Linked DNA regions of Mus musculus: all the other regions are linked to region 6. The links are chromatin contacts, called in public HiChIP or PLAC-seq and promoter capture Hi-C maps. All regions are on one chromosome and are shown on one strand. Each heading gives the region's core, a stretch centred on a gene start, on an enhancer-like site or on the middle of the called end of the contact. The rest is flanking DNA. Distances are from core to core; before and after follow the strand shown.

What was found. Promoter capture Hi-C pulls out the DNA fragments that hold promoters and counts their contacts. HiChIP or PLAC-seq counts read pairs in DNA pulled down with a chosen protein or histone mark.
Region 1: a promoter capture Hi-C map of 3T3-L1-derived adipocytes shows a contact between it and region 6, with 2.3 times the contacts expected there. The contact joins the enhancer-like site here to the promoter of Zfp143 in region 6. A contact is called at or near these places in 3 of 39 promoter capture datasets (the 3T3-L1 cell line, 3T3-L1-derived adipocytes and the C10 cell line), 1 of 484 Hi-C or Micro-C datasets (embryonic stem cells) and 2 of 115 datasets of contacts at active chromatin or transcription factors (microglia and stem cell-derived neural progenitor cells).
Region 2: an H3K27ac HiChIP or PLAC-seq map of T-cell acute lymphoblastic leukemia shows a contact between it and region 6, with 2.6 times the contacts expected there. The contact joins the enhancer-like site here to the promoter of Zfp143 in region 6. A contact is called at or near these places in 14 of 39 promoter capture datasets (the 3T3-L1 cell line, 3T3-L1-derived adipocytes, the HPC-7 cell line and 9 more), 2 of 15 datasets of contacts at CTCF or cohesin (the NIH/3T3 cell line and pro-B cells), 7 of 484 Hi-C or Micro-C datasets (the HPC-7 cell line, cortical neurons, embryonic stem cells and 3 more) and 11 of 115 datasets of contacts at active chromatin or transcription factors (the SCID.adh cell line, T-cell acute lymphoblastic leukemia, embryonic forebrain and 5 more).
Region 3: a contact with region 6 is called in an H3K27ac HiChIP or PLAC-seq map of embryonic stem cells, with 3 times the contacts expected there. The contact joins the enhancer-like site here to the promoter of Zfp143 in region 6. A contact is called at or near these places in 5 of 39 promoter capture datasets (cranial neural crest, embryonic stem cells, frontonasal cranial neural crest and 2 more), 4 of 484 Hi-C or Micro-C datasets (cerebellum, differentiating embryonic stem cells, embryonic stem cells and 1 more) and 10 of 115 datasets of contacts at active chromatin or transcription factors (acute myeloid leukemia, astrocytes, embryonic hindbrain and 6 more).
Region 4: a contact with region 6 is called in a promoter capture Hi-C map of erythroid cells, with 8 times the contacts expected there. The contact joins the promoter of Ampd3 here to the promoter of Zfp143 in region 6. A contact is called at or near these places in 1 of 39 promoter capture datasets (erythroid cells) and 1 of 115 datasets of contacts at active chromatin or transcription factors (pancreatic cancer cells).
Region 5: a promoter capture Hi-C map of neutrophils shows a contact between it and region 6, with 5 times the contacts expected there. The contact joins the enhancer-like site here to the promoter of Zfp143 in region 6. A contact is called at or near these places in 4 of 39 promoter capture datasets (hippocampal neurons, liver and neutrophils) and 2 of 115 datasets of contacts at active chromatin or transcription factors (large pre-B cells and memory CD8 T cells).
Region 7: a contact with region 6 is called in a promoter capture Hi-C map of pre-B cells, with 12 times the contacts expected there. The contact joins the promoter of Ctr9 here to the promoter of Zfp143 in region 6. A contact is called at or near these places in 14 of 39 promoter capture datasets (3T3-L1-derived adipocytes, the C10 cell line, the HPC-7 cell line and 9 more), 2 of 484 Hi-C or Micro-C datasets (B cells and CD4 T cells), 4 of 115 datasets of contacts at active chromatin or transcription factors (astrocytes, bone marrow-derived macrophages, epiblast stem cells and 1 more) and 2 of 9 other capture datasets (adipose tissue and liver).

What each region holds. Positions count from the first base shown.
Region 1 is chr7:109,544,008-109,546,707 of GRCm38.p6, reverse strand. Denn2b (DENN domain containing 2B) reads left to right here. Exons shown (of 20, transcript NM_001001326.1): 5 at 1,480-1,631. Among named protein-coding and RNA genes, the nearest start is that of Snora3, 25 kb to the right of the region's middle. Within about 2 kb of position 1,322, at least 88 of the 459 cell types and tissues checked have an H3K27ac peak or open chromatin away from gene starts, as enhancers often do. A contact at or near this core is called in 3T3-L1-derived adipocytes and microglia, where this site is marked.
Region 2 is chr7:110,644,244-110,646,943 of GRCm38.p6, reverse strand. No RefSeq gene overlaps it. Among named protein-coding and RNA genes, the nearest start is that of Gm28863, 15 kb to the right of the region's middle. Within about 2 kb of position 1,388, at least 43 of the 459 cell types and tissues checked have an H3K27ac peak or open chromatin away from gene starts, as enhancers often do. A contact at or near this core is called in the NIH/3T3 cell line, the SCID.adh cell line and T-cell acute lymphoblastic leukemia, where this site is marked.
Region 3 is chr7:111,047,693-111,050,392 of GRCm38.p6, reverse strand. Ctr9 (CTR9 homolog, Paf1/RNA polymerase II complex component) reads right to left here. Exons shown (of 25, transcript NM_009431.2): 17 at 1,013-1,129; 18 at 738-883. Among named protein-coding and RNA genes, the nearest start is that of Ctr9, 20 kb to the right of the region's middle. Within about 2 kb of position 1,277, at least 12 of the 459 cell types and tissues checked have an H3K27ac peak or open chromatin away from gene starts, as enhancers often do. A contact at or near this core is called in embryonic stem cells and liver, where this site is marked.
Region 4 is chr7:110,766,930-110,769,629 of GRCm38.p6, reverse strand. It overlaps Ampd3 (adenosine monophosphate deaminase 3), which reads right to left and starts at 1,424. Exons shown (of 15, transcript NM_001276301.1): 1 at 1,251-1,424. It also overlaps B430319F04Rik.
Region 5 is chr7:110,976,810-110,979,509 of GRCm38.p6, reverse strand. All of the region lies in intron 1 of Mrvi1 (MRV integration site 1), which reads left to right. Among named protein-coding and RNA genes, the nearest start is that of Mrvi1, 4.3 kb to the left of the region's middle. Within about 2 kb of position 1,284, at least 44 of the 459 cell types and tissues checked have an H3K27ac peak or open chromatin away from gene starts, as enhancers often do. A contact at or near this core is called in memory CD8 T cells and neutrophils, where this site is marked.
Region 6 is chr7:110,060,447-110,063,146 of GRCm38.p6, reverse strand. Zfp143 (zinc finger protein 143) reads right to left here and starts at 1,436. Exons shown (of 16, transcript NM_001374618.1): 1 at 1,372-1,436.
Region 7 is chr7:111,027,660-111,030,359 of GRCm38.p6, reverse strand. It overlaps Ctr9 (CTR9 homolog, Paf1/RNA polymerase II complex component), which reads right to left and starts at 1,409. Exons shown (of 25, transcript NM_009431.2): 1 at 1,179-1,409; 2 at 48-146. The coding sequence starts at 1,223.

The DNA.
Region 1 (2,700 bases), core at 73-2,572, 520 kb after region 6:
TAAGTGAGTTGCAATGCCAGCAGCCTCCTTTTTCAGTCTGGTAGGAGTGGAGGTAAGATACATGCAGGCATCTGCAGGGTAGGCATGGGGCTCAGCATTTGCCCAAACTCAGTCCTGTTCACAATGTAGGAGCAAATCCTTCCCTGGGCATGCTATCTGCCACAGAGGTCCCAAACAGTAGCATTGAGTCTAGGGCAAGACAACAGAGGGGAAGTGAGGGTTGTATTGGTAAGGAGTCTCTGGATCTTGTTACCATCATGATTTCAGTGCTGGGATTAAGCTTAGACTGATGACGCAACATGACTCCTTGGTTTTACTGTGTGTTAGAAAAGCCTCATTAGGGCTGGCGAGATGGCTCAGAGGTTAAGAACACTGACTGCTCTTTCAGAGATCCTGAGTTCAATCCCAGCAATCACATGTTGGTGGCTCACAACCATTTATAATGGGATCTGATGCCCTCTTCTGTTGTGTCTGAAGAGAGCAAGTGTACTTACATGGATGGATGGATGGAAGGAAGGAAGGAAGGAAGGAAGGAAGGAAGGAAGGAAGGAAGGAAGGGAAGAAGGAAGGAAGGAGGAAGGAAGCATCCTCATGGGAGAGGGGATGGCATAGGAAGGTGTAACTTAGAAAAGGATGAATCTCAAAAATCTTATAGTCTTGGGCAGGGACTATGTTTGGGGCTTTCCTAAGATTTTCTGGTAGTGTCAATATAGAGCATACTGCCAGAGATTTTAGAAACTGGTCCTGAGATGCAAGAACTCTCTTCCTTTCTTTTGGCCTGGACTCCTTCCAAGCCTTTCACACTCCCATGTCACCGTGGAAAAGTCTCTGCCAAATGGGGAACAATGAGGATCCTCTCTCTGCTGAGCTTACCCGTAGAAGCGGTAGCTGACATGCTCAGAGAAAGGGATGAACAAAGTCTCACTGAGCACTCACTAGGGCTACTCGGCCCTCTGGTTGCCCAAGACAGTATCTCTTCCTGCAAGACTTGGAGACGTAGGAGTAGGTCAGAGGAGGATCTAGCAAAGCTCTGCTCCCTCGACTCCTTTGAGTTCTTTCATACTTACCCCTAAAACTGGACCCAGGAGACCCACAGAGAGCTGAGTAAAGGGGCGGCTATGGGATCTCAGAAAGCCTTTCCAGAAGCCAATCTCGGGGGCTTTACCAGCAGAAGGCTAGAGCTTGTAGTGTCAGCGTTGTCCTCTGCCAGTCTTGTGCAATCCCTAATTTATAAAGCAGTGGCCAGACAGGGCTGAGTTGAGCTGAGCTGAGCTGAACTGGAGGTGGGGAGTGGGGGCCTCAGCTTCTGCACTTGGAGCCAAGATCTGTTTGTAGCCTCCCCACTGCAGACAGGCAGCTGCGTGACTCATGAGCTGAAGGGCCAGGCTGAAGATATTCTCTGTGCTTCACAGGAATTGTGTGTATATCTCTCACTCTCTCATTCTTTCCTTCTTGTCTCTAACTTTGCCTCCTCTGCAGGAGGGCTTCCCAAGGAGAATCCCTACGAGGATGTGGACTTAAAGAACCGGAGAGCTGGACGAAAATCCCAGCAACTGTCTGAGAACTCCTTGGACTCTTTGCACAGGATGTGGAGTCCCCAAGACAGGAAGTACAACCACCCACCCATGCAGGTAATGCAGCTCTGGCCTAGGCAGTCGGGGCCTGTCCCCAAGCTTTTACTGACGCTATTGTCCTGGCTAGCAGTTGGCAGAGGACTTTGCCTCAGGAGAGGGCTGTGCACTCAGGACCTTCTGCCGTGTTGAAACTGCCTTGGGCAATTGAGATGTGCCTCCAGGGCATCCTATCTTGCCCTCCCCCCCCCCCCTTCACTATTTGTGTTCTAGCAAGAAAACCAAACCAGGAGCTCTTACAAACTCCTATTAGCAGTAAATAAGGGCTTTCTTAGAGACTTGACATTCTGCAGCTCTGCCCCAAATTATCTTAGTTGTGGGATTTGAGGGTTAATGGCAGGACTTAGGAGAGCCAGCTAGTGAGGGCCTGTGCCCTCAAGGTGCTTTCAAGCTTTTCTTAGTCTCTGTTCTCACTAGCACTTAGCAGAGGGGTTGCCTCAGGAACTAGTTGTGTACCTAGGGACTTCTACCATGTTGAAAACCCTATAGGCAGGCAGGTAGGATATCCTCAGGGATGCTTGCCTTCCTGGCAATGTGTGGGATCCACTGTCATGTAGGCTCTGTACTGAAAAGCATCAGTGTTTATAGGGTGGGTATATAGATTAGGGCTGAGAGAAGGGCAGCCCAGGACATTGTAGTGAGGGAGCTACTTGAGTATGAGGCCTACGTTGCTGAGCCCTGGTGGCCAGAGTCCATAGCCTTGTTCTTTCCCTGAAAGAAGTGAGCATGACCAGCCTTTCAGAGTCACATAGCAGAGCAGACTGGCAGGAGAGATTAAGGAGTATTTAGAATGGGGAGATAGCACAGTGTGTAAAATGCTTACTGTACAATGTGAACTCCTGAGCACAGATTCCCCAGAACCCAAGTAAAGCCAAATGCATTAGCAATGGTCTGTAATCCCAAGGTTCCTATAGCAAGACAAAGTGGAGAATCTGAAGAAGCTAGTGGGCTACCTAGCCTGATAGATCCATAAGCAAACCACGTAGAACAGACAAATTGGAAGGTGAAGGTCAACACCTAAAGCTGAACTCAGCCCTGGGCCTGTATAACCACACACACACACTCACAC
Region 2 (2,700 bases), core at 139-2,638, 580 kb before region 6:
TCATCTGAGTAATTCTGAGAAGCCTTCCTCCTACTCCTTCCTCCCTTCCCCCACCCCCACCCCTACCTCCTCCAGGATTTCTGCAGATGAGTGCATAGGTGATCAGCTCAGTCATTCAATAAATGTGGGCCTAAGTAGGAGCTGTGGCGCAAGACATTGAGTAATGAGCCATCGTATACCTGGTCTTATCAGGCTCAGTCTGATAGGAGAAACTATCAAGGGTCATTTCCTTAATACTTTATGTCATCTAAAAACTATCAGATTTGACTTAAAAAAAATCAGATTTAGCTGAGCATGGTGGAGCACGCCTTTAATCCCAGCACTCGGGAGGCAGAAGCAGGCAGATTTCTGAGTTCGAGGCCAGCCTAGTCTACAAAGTGAGTTCCAGGACAGCCAGGGCTATACAGAGAAACCCTGTCTTAAAAAACCAACCAGCCAAACAAACAAACAAAAATAAATAAATAAATAAACAGATTTATATGAAAATCCATCTAACAGGCTCGTTAATCTCTGCCAATAAAAAAAAAAAAACAAAACAAAACAACAACAAAAGATCACTATTTAAAGAATTCCCAAAATCAATGATGATAACAGAAAGAAGTGTGCGTGTGAGTGCATCTTCCTGAAGACAGCAAAGAGGAAAATCCCACTTTCTAGAACTGTCAAGACAGGTGATGTCTGTCCTCTGTGCCTGCAATCAGATGACTAAGCGCCCCTGTCAGACCCATCCAAGCTTATGACTCTTAACTCTTTACCATTATCTCTACATCTAACCTGAACTCAGAGTCTATCACCTAAGAGTATTATCTTCATTTCCCTGGGGATGCCACTTCCTCAATCTGCCTCAGCTTCCTCAAAGAAGGCAAAGATAAGACATCTGATGATGTCACAAGTAAACGTGAGCTGAAGCCTGCTGGCCAGCTCTACTCGGAAGAGCATTTCCACTTCCGGAGCAGGGCAGGGGGTACTTACGAGGAATACTACCCATTGATACGTCCTTCAGAGAACAGTCTATGCAGGAGCCAGCCTTCAATTATGGCCCATATGGCATCACTGTCCCATGAGGAAGATACTCAAATTCTTAAGGGTTGGATCTTGCTCAAGGGCCCTGTAGGTCCTCCCTGGGTTCAGGGAGTCTCACCAAGCTTATTCTACTAGATGGGGCAGACAGCCATTGAACTAACTTAAAAGACAGCAAGCACCCATGGGACCCTACAGTTTATTCTAGCACACAGCAGACCTGCTGGTACAGAACTATGTAAACATACATTTCACAGCCCCCAAATTCCTCAAGGCACTTGGCAAAGATCAACTGATACACATGCCTAGACTAATTCCAATAATGTATTCCAAAGGAAACAGCAGGTGGCAGCAGAGGGTTACAGTTTTTCACTCTTTGGCATGGCATGAGAACAGAGTGTGGGGCATAATCACATCTGAGTCACCCCACTGGCCTAGAGATGGCTCGCCACCATTTTGTCATGTGAGTAGTGTAGAGTCCTCTCCAGTGGGCTCTGTGCATTTTAAAAAGAGACTCTCCCAAAAGCCCCAGTCCAAAGCCAGAAGTTTTCCTGGTTTCTGTGAGCCGAGCAGGGCAGCGACTGCCGGCAGGATTGTCCAGATCACACCGGCTCTAGCTATGCATCTTTCATAGCCTGTGACCCAATGTCAGGGCATTTTAGTTCACGGCTTCCTCACAAAGGAGAGGCCCTCAAAGAACATGGTGAAGTAGCGGAGTGCCTGACAAGTGAGTTTCCACAGCAGTGTTTTTGCTCCATTATGTTATCCAAAGCTAGAATGTAGGGGCTGAGAAAGGGAATTAATAGAACCTAAAGCTGAGGTACCTGGCAAGTTAGAGACCTTAGAAAGTCCCATCACAACCAGCAGCTGCTGTAGCACTGGGCTCATGGGCTGACAGAGTTATGATCACTCCCCCACTTGGCCCTGTATCTTCCTTGCCTTACGTAGTACTAGTGTGCATGTTGCAGTTGGAAGGTTTGCATTATAGTGCTGTGCTGGATTTTGCAGGCCAGTCCTTTGCTGAATTGCTTTGCAGGACAAGTAAGTAAGGACTGGAGCCTGCCAGATAGCTCAGTGGATAAGACTACTTGCTACCAAACTTGAGGACTTGAGTTTAATTAATCCCTGGGAACCAAAGGATTAAAGAAGGAGAGAACCAACTTCCACCTATTGTGTTCTGACCTCTACATGCACACTGTGGCATGCAAACATGCAGCACTCACATGCGAGCAGACAGACAGACAGAGACACACACACATTCACTCACACATGAAATACAAGCATTGTGAACTGTCAGTTTATTTCATTACAAAATGGTGCTCTAGTCGGGCTCCTTAGAAACACTTGGATTTAGCTGCTCTGTTTCCATCAAAAAATAAACTGAAACACTTATCTTTTAGAGGAGGGTAGAGGGATGGAGGGGAAGATGGAGGAGGAGGGACGGATGAAGGGGAAGATGGAGGAGGGAGGGATGAAGGGGAAGATGGAGGATTTTGCTCTTTGGTAAAATGAACAAAAATTACTAAAGAAAAAAAAATTGGAAATCTGGTTCCTAAAATCCTAACAGATCTTGCAAACAGATGTACTTGTGGGTTTTCTTTCTGAAAGTTGAGTTGACAGAAAACTGAGCCTTGGCCCTTTACAAGTTACATAACTGAACTTGCAGCATCCACCACTCCT
Region 3 (2,700 bases), core at 28-2,527, 990 kb before region 6:
CAATCCTCATATTAAGGCCCTGTTTAATAAACAGAAGTTCATCAAGAAAGGTAAAATATAGTTAATACTGTCAGTAAACTAAGAAATAACCATAGCAACAGGTAGTAAACATTAAACTTTCTAACTAACTGTGTCAGCACGGTGGGTGGGGCAGAAGTCACGAGAGCACTTACTCTTCACCAGATGAGGCAAGAAACATTAACAGAGATGAACAATAGCACAGCTGATCATCAGAGATGGGAGCTTTCATCTACCACACACTGAACTGCTAAGTCCTATAAGGTTAAACACATTTGAACTGAGCTGAATAAATCTGTTAAGCAGTAAGTGATAAGATCTTTAATCCTAGCTTGATGAAAATCAACATCCCATAAAGACACACTGGAACAGAACATGAAACCAACACAAGTGGAGACGAAACAGCTCACAAGTGTAAAACACTGGCTCGGACTGCTGAGAGGTGAATGAAAATCCCCGAGAGCCCACAGCCAGCCAGGCAGCTCTAGGAATCAGGCTTCAAGGCTGACTTGCCTGGACTCTGCCTGGAGTATGGCGCCACCACATGGCAACTGTGTGCTTTGACCTTAAACTAAACTGCTAGCTAGACCTCTAATGCTTGCTTTCCCCTAATGGTTATTATTATTATTTTTCTTTTGAGGAAAATCTTTTTTTTTAATCTCCTGAGGCAGTTTTAAGGCAACAAACCACTGTAAAGCCCCTTTCCTCAGAGCTCTCACCTGTGTGCGAGCTCCAGCTCTTTCACAGCATTAAGGACTTCCTTCAGATTACTTTTTTCATCTTTCAGGACAGAGGTAGCTAATCTTTGCAAGACCAAGGCCACATTAAACATCAGAACTGTGTCACTGGGTGCCACGTGTCTGGCCTGTAAACAGAAAGCAATGCAGGTAGCTTCTTATGACTGAATGCCACCAAAAGCATTCAGTAAACAAGTAAAAGCCAGGCAGCCATTTGGGGGGTGGGGCGGGGGCGGGGGCGGATGCAGTCCTGTTACCTTCAGCAGAGTCTGCTTGCACTCCTGCAGCTTGCCGCACTTGAAGAGGGCGCGGGCCAGGTAGAGCACAACCTCAGTGTTTTGGTGCTTATAGAACTTTCTGAGGCAGTTCTCATACTACAGAAAGGAAATGCTGGTTAGAAACACAGCAGAGCCGGGCAGTGTTGCCGAGTTCCCTTAATCCCAGCACTCGGGAGGCAGAGGCAAGCCAATCTCTGAGTTCCAGCCAGGCTGCTCTACAGGTCAAGTTCCAGGACAGCCAGTACACAGAGAAACTCTGTCTCAAAAATAAACAAACGACAACAGAACACAGCAGGGAGGTATTCTCATGCTGTGTCTGCATTTCAAAGCAGTTTTAAAGCTCTGAAAAGACACTCCAATTTGGCTAATTTCAGAGACTAATCTGGAGTTGACTTCTGACATTAGTCAGTTTACGTATTTACAACATAAAAATCTGTTCACAGAAAAACTAGGATCAAAATACTTTTTCCACTTGGAATTTGGACCAGTGCTGAGTAAAAGGTAAAGAGATTTAAGCCTGCCTGCCTGCCTCAACCTTAGCTGGGAAACCCCTTTCTCCTATCTTTAGGACACAATCCAGAATCAATTCATCATGGCCACCATGACAAGTCACACCTGGGCCCTCTGGGTGACACACTCTTAACATCTTCCTCTGGGATCTGTGTCAATGAGCATACAAGTCTCACACTTCAGCTAGTATGTTGGTCAACCTGCAAATGAACATCTGAGTTCATTTCACCTCTTTACTCTAGTGTGTGTCTGAGATCTGTATCTCACGTGTGTGAAGGGAGGGGTGGATACAGGGGCCAGAAGAAGATGTCAGATGTCTTGATATGTCTTGCTGTCACTGGCTGCCCTATCTCATGGTCAGGATTTCTCACCTGGAGCTTGCCACCCCTCCACCCTCATGGCCTGTTTTGCTATCCCAGTGATTCTCCTGTCTCCACTTCTGACAGCACTAAGAAAATGAACATATTTTTCATGGGTACTAGGAATCTGAACTTAGTCCTCATGACTATGCAGCAAGCACTTCTACACATAGTGTCATCTCCCTAACCCCCAGAGTTAATTTTTATATAAACAACATTTTTGACCACAAGCATATACACATCCTGTTATAGGTAACTGACAAGGTAATTTTCTGGACTATCTCTAATGGCTAATTTGCATTCTAGAAGGCAGTGCTAAGGTTCTGCAGATTGGGATGGCTTGTCTCTAAGAACACAAGCTCTGGGTTGTGCTCTCTGAGCTCTGCAAATCCCTCTGATCAGTTTAGTACGTGAAGCCTGAAGCCTGGACTAACTACTCTTGTCCTCTTTGTTCAGAAGCCTCTTTTGCTCTGACGGTACTCTACTCACAGACACCAAGAGCTTTGTTATCTTTTTTTTTTTTTTTTTTTTTTGGTTTTTCAAGACAGGGTTTCTCTGTCTCTGTGTAGCCCTGGCTGTCCTGAACTCACTTTGTGGACCAGGCTGGCCTTGAACTCAGAAATCTGCCTGCCTCCCAAGTGCTGGAATTAAAGGTGTGCGCCACCACGCCCGGCTGAGCTTTGTTTTCTTTTTTTTTTTTCCCGGCTGAGCTTTGTTTTCTTAATGTCCTGAAAACATCGAGTATACTTTTCCTTACACTGAAGTACTCAGCAAACATGAGAAACTTACAAAATCTAC
Region 4 (2,700 bases), core at 175-2,674, 710 kb before region 6:
CTGCCTGCAACTTGGCATTGACTCTTTGTACCTAGGGTACAAAGCATGTCTTCTTAAAGAGGTCCCTGCTCAGCCCACAACTGCTCAGGACCATACTGGGCATACTGCTGTCAGCTTTACTCCAGTAACTTTGCTTATTTCTCACCAGCCACATGCAGTTTGGGGACACTCCCGTTAGAAAACATCTACTAAGGGGCCTCTCAAACTTGCATCACAGGCCTCTGCCAGCCTAGACCAGCCATTAGCAGATCTGCTCTTAAAGCAGCTGCAGGAAGTTCAAGGGCGGAACCAACCTACTACAGCACAAGGGTGTACTCCCAGTGACTTGCCCAGTGACAGGAGGTAAGAAAGGGGTCCTCAAACGGACTCATCATCTGGTCCATACCTCTGCCTCCACCTAGAAGTTCACCCCAGCCCAACACACCCAGTGAGGCTCAGGCACCTAGAAACTTGTCCAGGAGCTCAAAAGCTAGCATGCCCGGTTCCTTTAATTTCCCTAAATCTTGAGATTTTTCTCTAAGCCAGGAACCAGAGGTGCTGCAGGCTCACCAGAGGCCAGGACCCAGGCCACCGCTGGGTAGGGACGGGGAACAGGCTCTGGAGGTGGGAGCTGCGGAGGTTCTGGTCTCTGAGCACAGAGGGGACTGGGCACAGAGCGCCGGCCCAAGGTCAGCGGCGCAGCATCGCGCGCACTCACCGGATTCGGAGGGCAGGGCCATGGGGGCCGGCTGCCGGGCTGGAGCGCAGGTGCCGCGCCGGGCAGGGCGCACAGGGCAGCGGCAGCAGCGCACTGACGCCTGCGCGGCCCGGTACGTGGAGCTGGACCCGACCAGGCCGCGCTTGCAGCCCGTGCCCGCCCCGCAGGAGCCCGCGACTGGTGGGGACCAGGCTGAGCGCTGTGCGGCAGGGCCCGGTGGCGGGGCAGAGAGCCTGTGCAGCGGGATCGCGCACTACCTGGAGGACCCGAAGCTACCCGAGGCGCTGGGCCGCGCTGCCAGCAGGAAACCTAAGCACCCGGGCGCGGCAGCCTCCCTGTCCTCGGCCGGAAGCGAGTCCGGCTCCACCCGGGCTCCGTGGGGCCGCGACACTGTCCCGGGTCAGATGCCAGCAGGGATACCCGCTCTGAGCCTCCCTACCACCAATCTAGCTGCTGCGCCTCGAGGTGTTTGCCCACCTCCTCCTCCCCTCCCAACCAGGACTTTCCCCAAAAAACGAGATTCTAGAGGCATGGTTCCCTCCACGACACTTACTCTTGGTAGCTAAACCGACCAGCAAGCGTTGGTTTTCTCCAGGTGTTGGACCGGTCCCTTGAATCACCTTCCCGCCCCTCCCAACACACACGGGCGCGCGCGTGTACACACACACACACACACACACACACACACACACACACACACACACACACACACACACACACACTTCCTTGCTTCCCAGCCTTCTGCGGTCTAGTTTCTATGCCAGCCCCTCAAAGTCCGGAATGACCTCTGAGTTGCCAAGGCCAGCGGGAGCTTTCTGTGCACCCTTGCTCACCTCTTCCCAGCACTGCAGCCTGCTGACCACGCCTTCCTTCCTGGAACACAGCTCCCAAAGTTAGCACTGGGTGTCTGCCGCCGCTGGCTTCCACAGACTTCCACAGAGTGACCGGTTTCTTAGCCTCCATGGCCTGGTTTTCCATTATGCTGCTCCTGCTCCGAGGAGTCTCGGGATGCCAGCTCCCTGGATCATTTCTGGAGCTAACTCAGAGAATCCAGGCCCATCCAGGTGGTTTTAATGGCCTCCTGCCTGCTGATAAGCTAGTAAACTCTTAGGCCCAGAATACTCTAGAGCGGCAGGTGCATCTCAACCAGAGATTCCTAGGCCCAACTCCTAATTGCCTGCTGGTGGTTTTAGTCTTGACCAGTGACCTCACCCAAGCACCCCCACTTTAAGCCACACTGGGGAGCCACCTTTTGACTTGTGCCTCTTTCACAGAGTTACTGCTACTGTGAGTTTTCATTCACTTCACAGCTGTCTCATTTAAGCACCAAATTTTATTCTTTCTACTTCATAGCCTGATGCTTGCAATCTACATATTTATCAATGATACTCACATGACTGCTAATATACATTACATAGCACACTTAAAATGTTAAAGATGTGATAAAAATGAAGCAATAATTTAAAAATACGACAGGATCTCACTATGCAGCCCTGGCTCACCTGGATTTTGCTATATGGACCCTCCTTCTGCCTCCAGACTGCTGGGATTAAAGGCACATACCATCAACCCAGAAAATTATTTTCCTTTTAATGAATAGTATGCTGCATCTTTTTCTTCTTGCTTTAAAGTTGCCCATGATCGGCTTGGTGAAAGAACCGTGATTAAACTAGTTTGCTAGGCCAGGCTTGGTGGTCCATGCCTTTGATCCCAGCACTCAAGCAGCATACAGCTATCTTTGAGTTTGAGACCGGCCTGGTCTACAAAGCAAGTCCAGGACAGCCAGGGCTCTGTTATACAAAGAAACCCTGTCTAACAGAAAAACAAACAAACAGAAACAGAAACAAAAAGCTAGCTAGTTTGCTGAACCTTAATTTTTTTTAGATTTATTTATGTGCATGAACCTTTTGTTCCCATATATGTCTGTGCATACCTGTGTATTTGGTGCATGAGGAAGTCAAAAGAGGGCATTGTCTCCCCTAGAACTGGAGTTATGAGTGTTA
Region 5 (2,700 bases), core at 35-2,534, 920 kb before region 6:
AACTCCAGCTTGTGACCTTGGACTGTGACCTGGAGCAAACCTTGCCTTCCCTGCCTGGGGTTTCTCTAGGGGAAATAAAAAGCAAGTGGCAGAAAAGCTCCCCCTGCCAGTAACAAATGCAAAGAGGTGGCTAAGACTGGGCTTGGGCATAGGATTGGACCCTTCTACATTCCATCATGGACGGGGGCGGGGGGCTCATGAAGCTCCGCCCCTCCCTGAGACTGTTGGCAGTTAATGGTAATCTGGTGTCATTTTCTTCCTTGGTGTAGACATTAAGTTGCCTATACTCTAGGAAGTAACCCCCTTACCCATGCTTACAGAGGCGACCTTAGTTAACTCAGTGAGTCAAAAAATAAATAAAAATTTAAAACGGCACAGAAGATGAAGACTAATGGAGAAGAGGGGAGCAGGAATTGGGGGTGGGAATAAGGGAGAGTGTTGAAGGTGAACTTGATCATGATGTATTGTGTATGAAATTGTCAAAACAATGTTAAACTCAGCCAAATATCTTTTCAATAACAATTATACTTAATAATATAATTAAAGCTGTTACTGCAAAAGGAACTGGTCTTAATCAGCACTGATTACTTCTTATTTTCCTTTATTTATAATTTTTATTCAGTTATTCACCAGTAGTAAAAGTAGTCTTTGCTCCTACTAAACTTTCTTGGGGGAAATATAGAAATGGGAATAAAAATAAATTCAGAAATAGTTATAAAGAGAAGAAGCACTTCAGAATCTCATCATTCGGAGATAAGTATTGCCACCATTACAGTAGATATCCTATTCATACTTTTATCATGTAAATAGTGACCAGGGCAGACTCTGCTTAGCTCCTGAGATGGTGTCATTGGGCATGTTTTGAGAGCTACATCTACACGCTTCTCTCTGCCCTTCTCCTCTCTGCCCTTTTCTATCTTTTGAGACCAGGTCTTAGGTAGCTCAGACTGGCCTCAAACTCAACAGGTAGCTGAAGATGACTGTGGATTTCTGATCTTATGCCTCTGTACCCACCATTAACTCTCAGTACATGTGTTACAGCTTATCAAACTTAGGGCTTAGTGTGGTCAGGGAGTCATAGTTATTTTTGTCAACTTGACACAAACCTAAGTCTACCTGGGAAGAAGGAATCTCAACTGAGAAATTGCCTCTATTAGATTGGCCCATGGCCATGTCTGTGGGAGCATTTTCTTAATTGATGATTGATGTGGAAGGGCCCAAGTAAGTGAGCCTGGGCTCTATAAGAAAGGCAGCTGAGCAAGCCACAGGAAGCAAGCCAGTAAGCAACATTACTCTGTGGTTTCTACATGGAGGTCTTGCCTTGAGTTCCTGCTTTGGCTATGCTCTCCCCATGTTGCTTTTGTTTGTGGTTTTATCTCAGCAACAGAAGACAAACATGAACACTAAGCAAGCAGCCTACCACCTGAGCTATATATAACCCAGCCCTGTAGAGTCTTTATATTGTTCTATAGTTTTATAAAGCTAAGACCTGAGTTTTTCTTAGTTGCACATCCCACGGTGATCTCCTGTCTGTAGTGTTAATTATTCTTCAAGCACAATGGTTTCGAAATGGATTCACCGTGCAGAGTCATGTTAGTTGTGGACGTTTAATCAGCCTTCCTGTTGGTGGTGTTTGCAATGTGGGCTTCCCGAGAGGACTATCTGAGCAATACACACAACATGGTCGCTGCTCCGAGTTTGCAGTTCTCAGAGGTGGATATGTGCTGTGTGGCCTGATGTCTGCTAGTGGGCCACTGGCTAGCTTCACCTAACAGGAATCACACAGACCTATTTCTAGGTCCTCTTGGTCTTTTGTACCCAAGGAGGGATTCTATATTTGAAGACCAGTTTTTGGGAATGAGAATTGCTAAAACCGGGACAGGCCTGTGCAGATCGGGAAGTGCTCACCCTCATTTGAGCCCGGTGTGATGTCAACAGCTTTCTGACACTTCCTCGTCTCTCTTCTTGGTAAAACGAGGGTAGGTCTTGGTGCAGCATCTTTGGTGGGCAGTAGCTGGAGTGTAGTAACTTGTTTTGATGGTGTTTCTAGCTCTCTGTTTGTGTTAACTGCTGCTGACTCTTATCACTTTAGATAGAACGTAGTTTCCCTTTTAAGTAAATGCAACAGTGGTTGCTGGCACACACTGAATGCCTGCTGTGTGCTGAATGATGGCCAGTGCTTCACAGAGGTGGCTCATGAAGCTATCATGGCAACCCTTCCAGGCAGCTGCCATTGTGGTCTTCAGCATACAGATCAGGCACAGGGAGGGAAGGACAAGGAACTTACCCAACAACATGAATTTAGTAAGTGGTAGAGCCCAGATTTTGACCTTGGTTCATTTCTCATTGAAAGAATATTAAGTAAATAGACGAATAGGCGGGGCAAAACTGATCAGGGTCATGTGCAAAGACCCAGTTAGCCAACAGCTGGTGGAACAACGGGTAACAGAGCTGGTAGTGTTTGGGTAACTCAACCCCGTGAGGGATGAGCATGCACACTGCTTACAGACTGCAGTATGTGCTGGGGCGATGCAGTTCCCAGAGTGGCCTCCCTTTTGGAGGGACACACAGGCCTTAGCCACATCTCTTGCTGACAAAGTAAACAGAAGTTGCCAGAGGCTTAACAGAGGCAGAGACGTTGCCTTGTGCCTTTAGGCAAAAGGCCTGACCTCTCTCTTTTCCCTCCTCATCCTATAATTT
Region 6 (2,700 bases), core at 187-2,686:
GCATTCCCCCACTCGCTATATCCTCAACCTGCTCTTCTCGTAGGATAGGGCCTTACTCCTAGGTAACTCAGGTTGGCCATAAACTCAATCTGTAGTGGAGGCAGGCCTTGAATTTGAAATTTCTCCTATTTTTGCCTTGATAGCTTAGATTTCAAAGTTGAACTACCAGACTTAGTTTGGACTATTTTAGGTGAATTTGAACGTGTGTATATTCTATCAAAAAGCTGTTATTAGTATACTTGAGATCAGGAACTCAGTGTGTAGCTAGCTGTAAATCTGTAATAAAGAGTAGTCTTGAAATCCTCTTGCCTCAGACTCCGATTGCTGGAATTATAGACAGAGACACCATGCCCAGATAAAACAAACCAAAATAAACAAAGGGGAAGAGTATTTGTAGAGTCGATTGACTCATCTCCAAATACTCAAAATGTCAGGGTAAGATTTATGCTTATTGTTTTGTGATCTTTACATTTCACAATGAATTTACTATATACTTAGAATGAAGAAAGTGTTAAAATGTTACACAAGTTTTTGCCGAATAGGGCTGAACGCATCTTTCCTAGTAAAATTTAGGACCAAACTGAACACAATCTGAAACGTGCAATTTCTCACATTCCCAACGGAATATGCCAGATGATTTGAATATTTCAAAAGGGAAGGCAGAACTTGATTCTAAACAAACAGATGGGCAGTGGTATTCATTTCTACTTATTGAAACATCGTTTAATGAAAGGGAGAAAGTAAAAAATGAGTGAACGAAAGTCCCATTATAAAACATTCCAAGAGACTATTTTTGAATATTCGATGTTAGGCCTCACAGACTTTTGAAGAAAAAAATTGTGAAAACGAATAAATGTGCCTACGATCAGAATAGGAAGAAACCCGGGGGCGATATGCAGGCGTGTCCCCAGCCGCGGGCCCCGCGCCCCTGCTGGGGCCTGCTGAGAACCGAGGCCCGGAGGCCCAGTCCGACCGGCTTCCACACCGAGCGAGCGCCCAGGGACTCGCTCCGCGCGAAGGTCAGGTCGAGCTGAGCCTCCCGGCTCCCGAGAGCTCCACCCTCCCCTCCTGCTCTCCCTCCCCTCAGCGGCCCCCTAAGGGGACAGGCGGGGCGCTGGGTGAAGGGGGGTGGGGTGGCGTCCTCAGAGGGAAAGGCTCCGCCGCCCTAGAGTGGCGGCCTCGGGTTATTAATAAACTCCGATTCTGCCCGGGCTGCGCTACGAAGGCGGCCGTAGGATCGGCCAGGCCTGAGGACCAGCATAAGCAGCTGGAGGGAGAGCCGGGGCCCGAGTGGGCCCGCGCCGCCGCACTGAGGGCGGCGGCCGGGCGGAGAATAATGCACACTGGGTAAAAACACATTTATATACGAACCTCCGAGAAAATTTTCCAACAATTCCTTCGTCCGACCACCATGCACCAGGACAGGAAACAGCCGCCCGGCCCCCAAGCCCCGCAACCCGCATAGCAATTCTGAGTCCCGCCCCTACCCTCCATTGGGCTGTCTTTACGTCACTCACTGGAAGACTCTTGCTCTCGATTGGTCTAGATTTAGCTGACGGGCAGGAAACCGCCACTAACTACGCCCACCTCACCTGCGTCATTGTTGCCTGACCTTCCTACCCGCTCATGAGTGGCTGGCGCCAGGTACGGAATCAAAGCTTCTGTGCCTGACTGGATGGCGAAACTGCTCATCGCGGACCACTCCGCCCCACGGACGAGTGAATTATGCCGATTCTGGGGCCCCAGCGGGAGGCGCCATTTTGTAGCAAGGGAGGGAGGTTCGTCCTTTTGATTGCCCGGGAGGGAAATAGGGTGATGGGCGCCATTTTCCCTACAGGGCTAATGTGGAACCCATGGAGCTCCCGGTGGCCCTGCCGGAGCGTGTATCGGAGGCCGGATGGGCCTTGCCTTTCTATTGCCGAGTGTTATTTCATTGGAAGGTTAGAGGAAGGCAGGAGGGCGGCCCGAACCTCCCACGCGCTCCCTAGGGGCTCTCGGAGTCGGCCGAGGCCTTCGCTTTGGGTCTCTGTGCCTAGCGCAGCTGATGCCGGAGACTGGGTTCGGAACCTGCCTGCCCTTCCCCAATCTCCGGGCATGACCATGCCATGGGAGGTTGAGCTTTCTGCTTCTGCGGAGATCCCGGCGGAGCCGAGCTTCCGCTGGGAGGCAAAGCGAATGCTCTTAGTGTGTCCGTGGACTTGTGGTCGCTCGGGTCCTTTGCATGCGCTTTCCCTGTTTTGTGAAACTGAAGGATGAAGAAAGCATCTGTTGGGCTCTTTAACCTATTGAGACATTAGTTGTGGCATGTGGTACGTTTTTTTTTTTTTTTAATCCTCTCGGCCCAACCCTTAAGCCATTTCCAATACAAGGCATTTCAGATAAGAGTGCAGTAGCCGCAGTACCAGGTGTATATTCCAATAAGATGAGGAGGTTGACCAGCATTAGCCGTCAGTCACTTGCATTTCAGGTGATGTCATTGATGAAGTCGAAAAATAGCCGGGAGAAACTTGAGTTTGTAACTAAATCTAGTCGGAACCTACAGTATTACCTTCTCTTGCCCTCACCCCATCTGAGACTTTAGTTTGCAGTATAGTTCAGTAGGCTATGAATTTAACCGGAGAGTATATCCCTAAGTGCTAAGAGTAGGCTGTATAGCCTATGCCACATAAGGCCCAATAAATCACAATTTTAAAATATTAA
Region 7 (2,700 bases), core at 160-2,659, 970 kb before region 6:
CCTATGTTTTTTTAGTCAACAGAAAAATCTGCTCTAGGAATACTGACCGCCAAGGCAATCCATATGTGCAGTTGTGTGTGCTCCTGCTTCAGAATGCTGATGACTTCGTCTCCCTCCGGTAACTGATCGAAGTCAAGTTCAATGACCTAAAACACAGAATAAACGTTTCGTTTCCTTTTTAAATTCACAATTTCTCTCTTCTGCGTGTTTTGAATACTCATCAATGCCCATACACAAAGGGTATGTACTCACTTTCAATGGAGTGAACTAATTAATACATGTTCCTATTTAGGAAACACATGGCAAACAGGTTGTAGTCTGGTTTGGTCAAAGCATAGAAAAGCAGGCAAATCCTGTTGGTCGTTCTTCACATCGCTAAAACTATAAAATTCTCAACGACTTGCTTACTCAAAACCAAAATGAAACCTTGTACAACCCATAGGCCAACGAAACACTGATGCCATAGGTCTGAGAGCTTGAGAAACTCTATCCCAGAGGACAGGCAAAGTTGAATACCAACGGTCACTTAAATCACGGAGGCAGTATCGTGGGTCACATACATGCCTAAAATGTGGGCACCAACAATTAGAAGAAAAATATTCTGGAATGTACCCAAGACCACCATATTTTAGAAATGAATTCTACCTCGATCGAAAATAAAAGTGTGTAAAATCTAGTCTGACTGAGGCAACGCTGGAGCTTTATTCGGACAAACCACACGCCATGGATGAAAGTGGGTCGTTGCCATCAGCACACAGGAGCGGCTAAATCTCGGGCCCCTTATCTCGCCCAGAGAGCTGTGTTAATAGTGTGCCTTGACAGACTTTTCTTCCATGGCATTAAGAGCCGTCTCTCAGATACCCAGGGAGATTTAAAAAAATAAACAAATCCCAAGTTGGAGCAGCAGGTAGCCCCTGGGGCACTGACTCCCCTCTGTAAGAGGTGAGGTTTACTCGGCGCTCACACCCCTGCGCCTCGGAAGACAGCCGACTGTCAACAAGGAGCAGGCTGCAGGCGAACTTTCCCGAAGTCCTTGCGGCCAGAAAGGTGACCAGCTGAGTGGTGCCTGGGCCGAGAAGCTCGGCTGCGGCTCTCCCCTCCAAAAACCAAGCGGAGCAAAATCGGCGCTGGGATCGTCCAAGTTCATAGCCCTCCCCCGCTGCACACTCGGCACCCACCTCGTCAGTATCCCGGAGGGGAATCTCGATGGAGCCCCGCGACATGGTGAGCTCTGAAAGCAGGCGCTTCTCACCCCGCCGCTCGGCAGATCGCAGTCCCGGCTTCCAGCCTTACAGAGGTTACCACACCTCACACCCAGCGGAGCTGCCGGAGACCAGCTTCTCCTCTGCTGTCCGCCGCTGAAACAACGAGCTTCAGACCGCGACCGGCCACTTCCGGAGGCCCCGCCCCCTGTCCCGGAAGCACTACCAGTAGGGCGTGTCCCACGCGAGCTCCGCCCGCCTGGCGGCTCTGATGCGTCCTTCTTTGGAAAGACTGATAGTCCTGAGGTTGTTGTTGTGTCAGCCGTAGGTGACCGAGCGCCTTCGGGAACGCGGCATCTGCCGCTAAGGTGTCCAAACTGAGCTCCTCACAGACCCGCGCCGGAGCGGGGAGTGGTGGTGGTGAGGCGAAACCACGCCTCTATGGGCGGGGCCTCTGGTGACGAATTCTATGGGCGGTGCCTTGCCTCTTCGGCCACTTAAGCTTCTTGGGGGATAATTCAATCTTTTATCAGCTTTACAGTCGTTTTGTGTTGTCCCAGCCAGTTTGTGCAAGTCACACTGGTGATGTCGTTGTGACTAGTTTAAATAGACATAATCAGTGAATTCTGAAGTTATGGTAATAATGCACGGATTATTATTTTTATTTGTTGCGTTACATATTTGTATATGGATACATGCGAGCGATGGTGTGGCAAATGGAGGGCAGGGGACATCTTGTGGGAATCAGTTTTCTCCTACTCTGAAGGTCGTAGGGCTCGAACTCAGATAGACAGCGTTGGAGCCAGGCAACTTTTTGCAGACCCTGTTTATTTCTTGAGATATTCTGTATCCCAGGTTGACTTGAAACTCCCGACCTCAGCCTTCTGACTGCTGCAGTTATTGGCATATGCTTGGGCACCTGGCTTATATATATTTCTTAATGTACTTATATTTCTTTAGGAGCACAATGAAAAGGAACTGCTAGGTTTGATTTAAATAAAATCAAAAGAATTCTATTAAACCTAAATAATGAAATTATAGAATTCAAAAACATTTTAGCTCATGATTTCATTATAGAAGAGTATTAAATAGTTTCTTGTGCTTGGAATAAACAAGGGAAGGATCTTAATAAATAAGCGAATAGGCCGGGCAGTGGTGGCATGTACCTTTAATCCCAGCACTTGGGAGGCAGAGGCAGGCTGATTTCTGAGTTTGAGGCCAGTCTGGTCTACAGAGAAACCCTGTCTCGAACCCCCCCCCCCAAATGGGGAATAAAAAGGGTTAGTTTAACTGGGTGTGGTGGCACATGTCTTTAATCTCAACTCTTAGGAGGGAGGAGCAGGAGGAGAGCGCTGAATTTAGGCCATTCTACTCTATACATGGAGTTCCAGGCTAATCTGGGGTTACAGAATAGAGAGATCCTGTCTCAAAACAGAGCCCCCCTCCATCCCTGCTAGCCAGTGTTTTTTAAGATATTCACTGCTCTTTCTCCCAATTT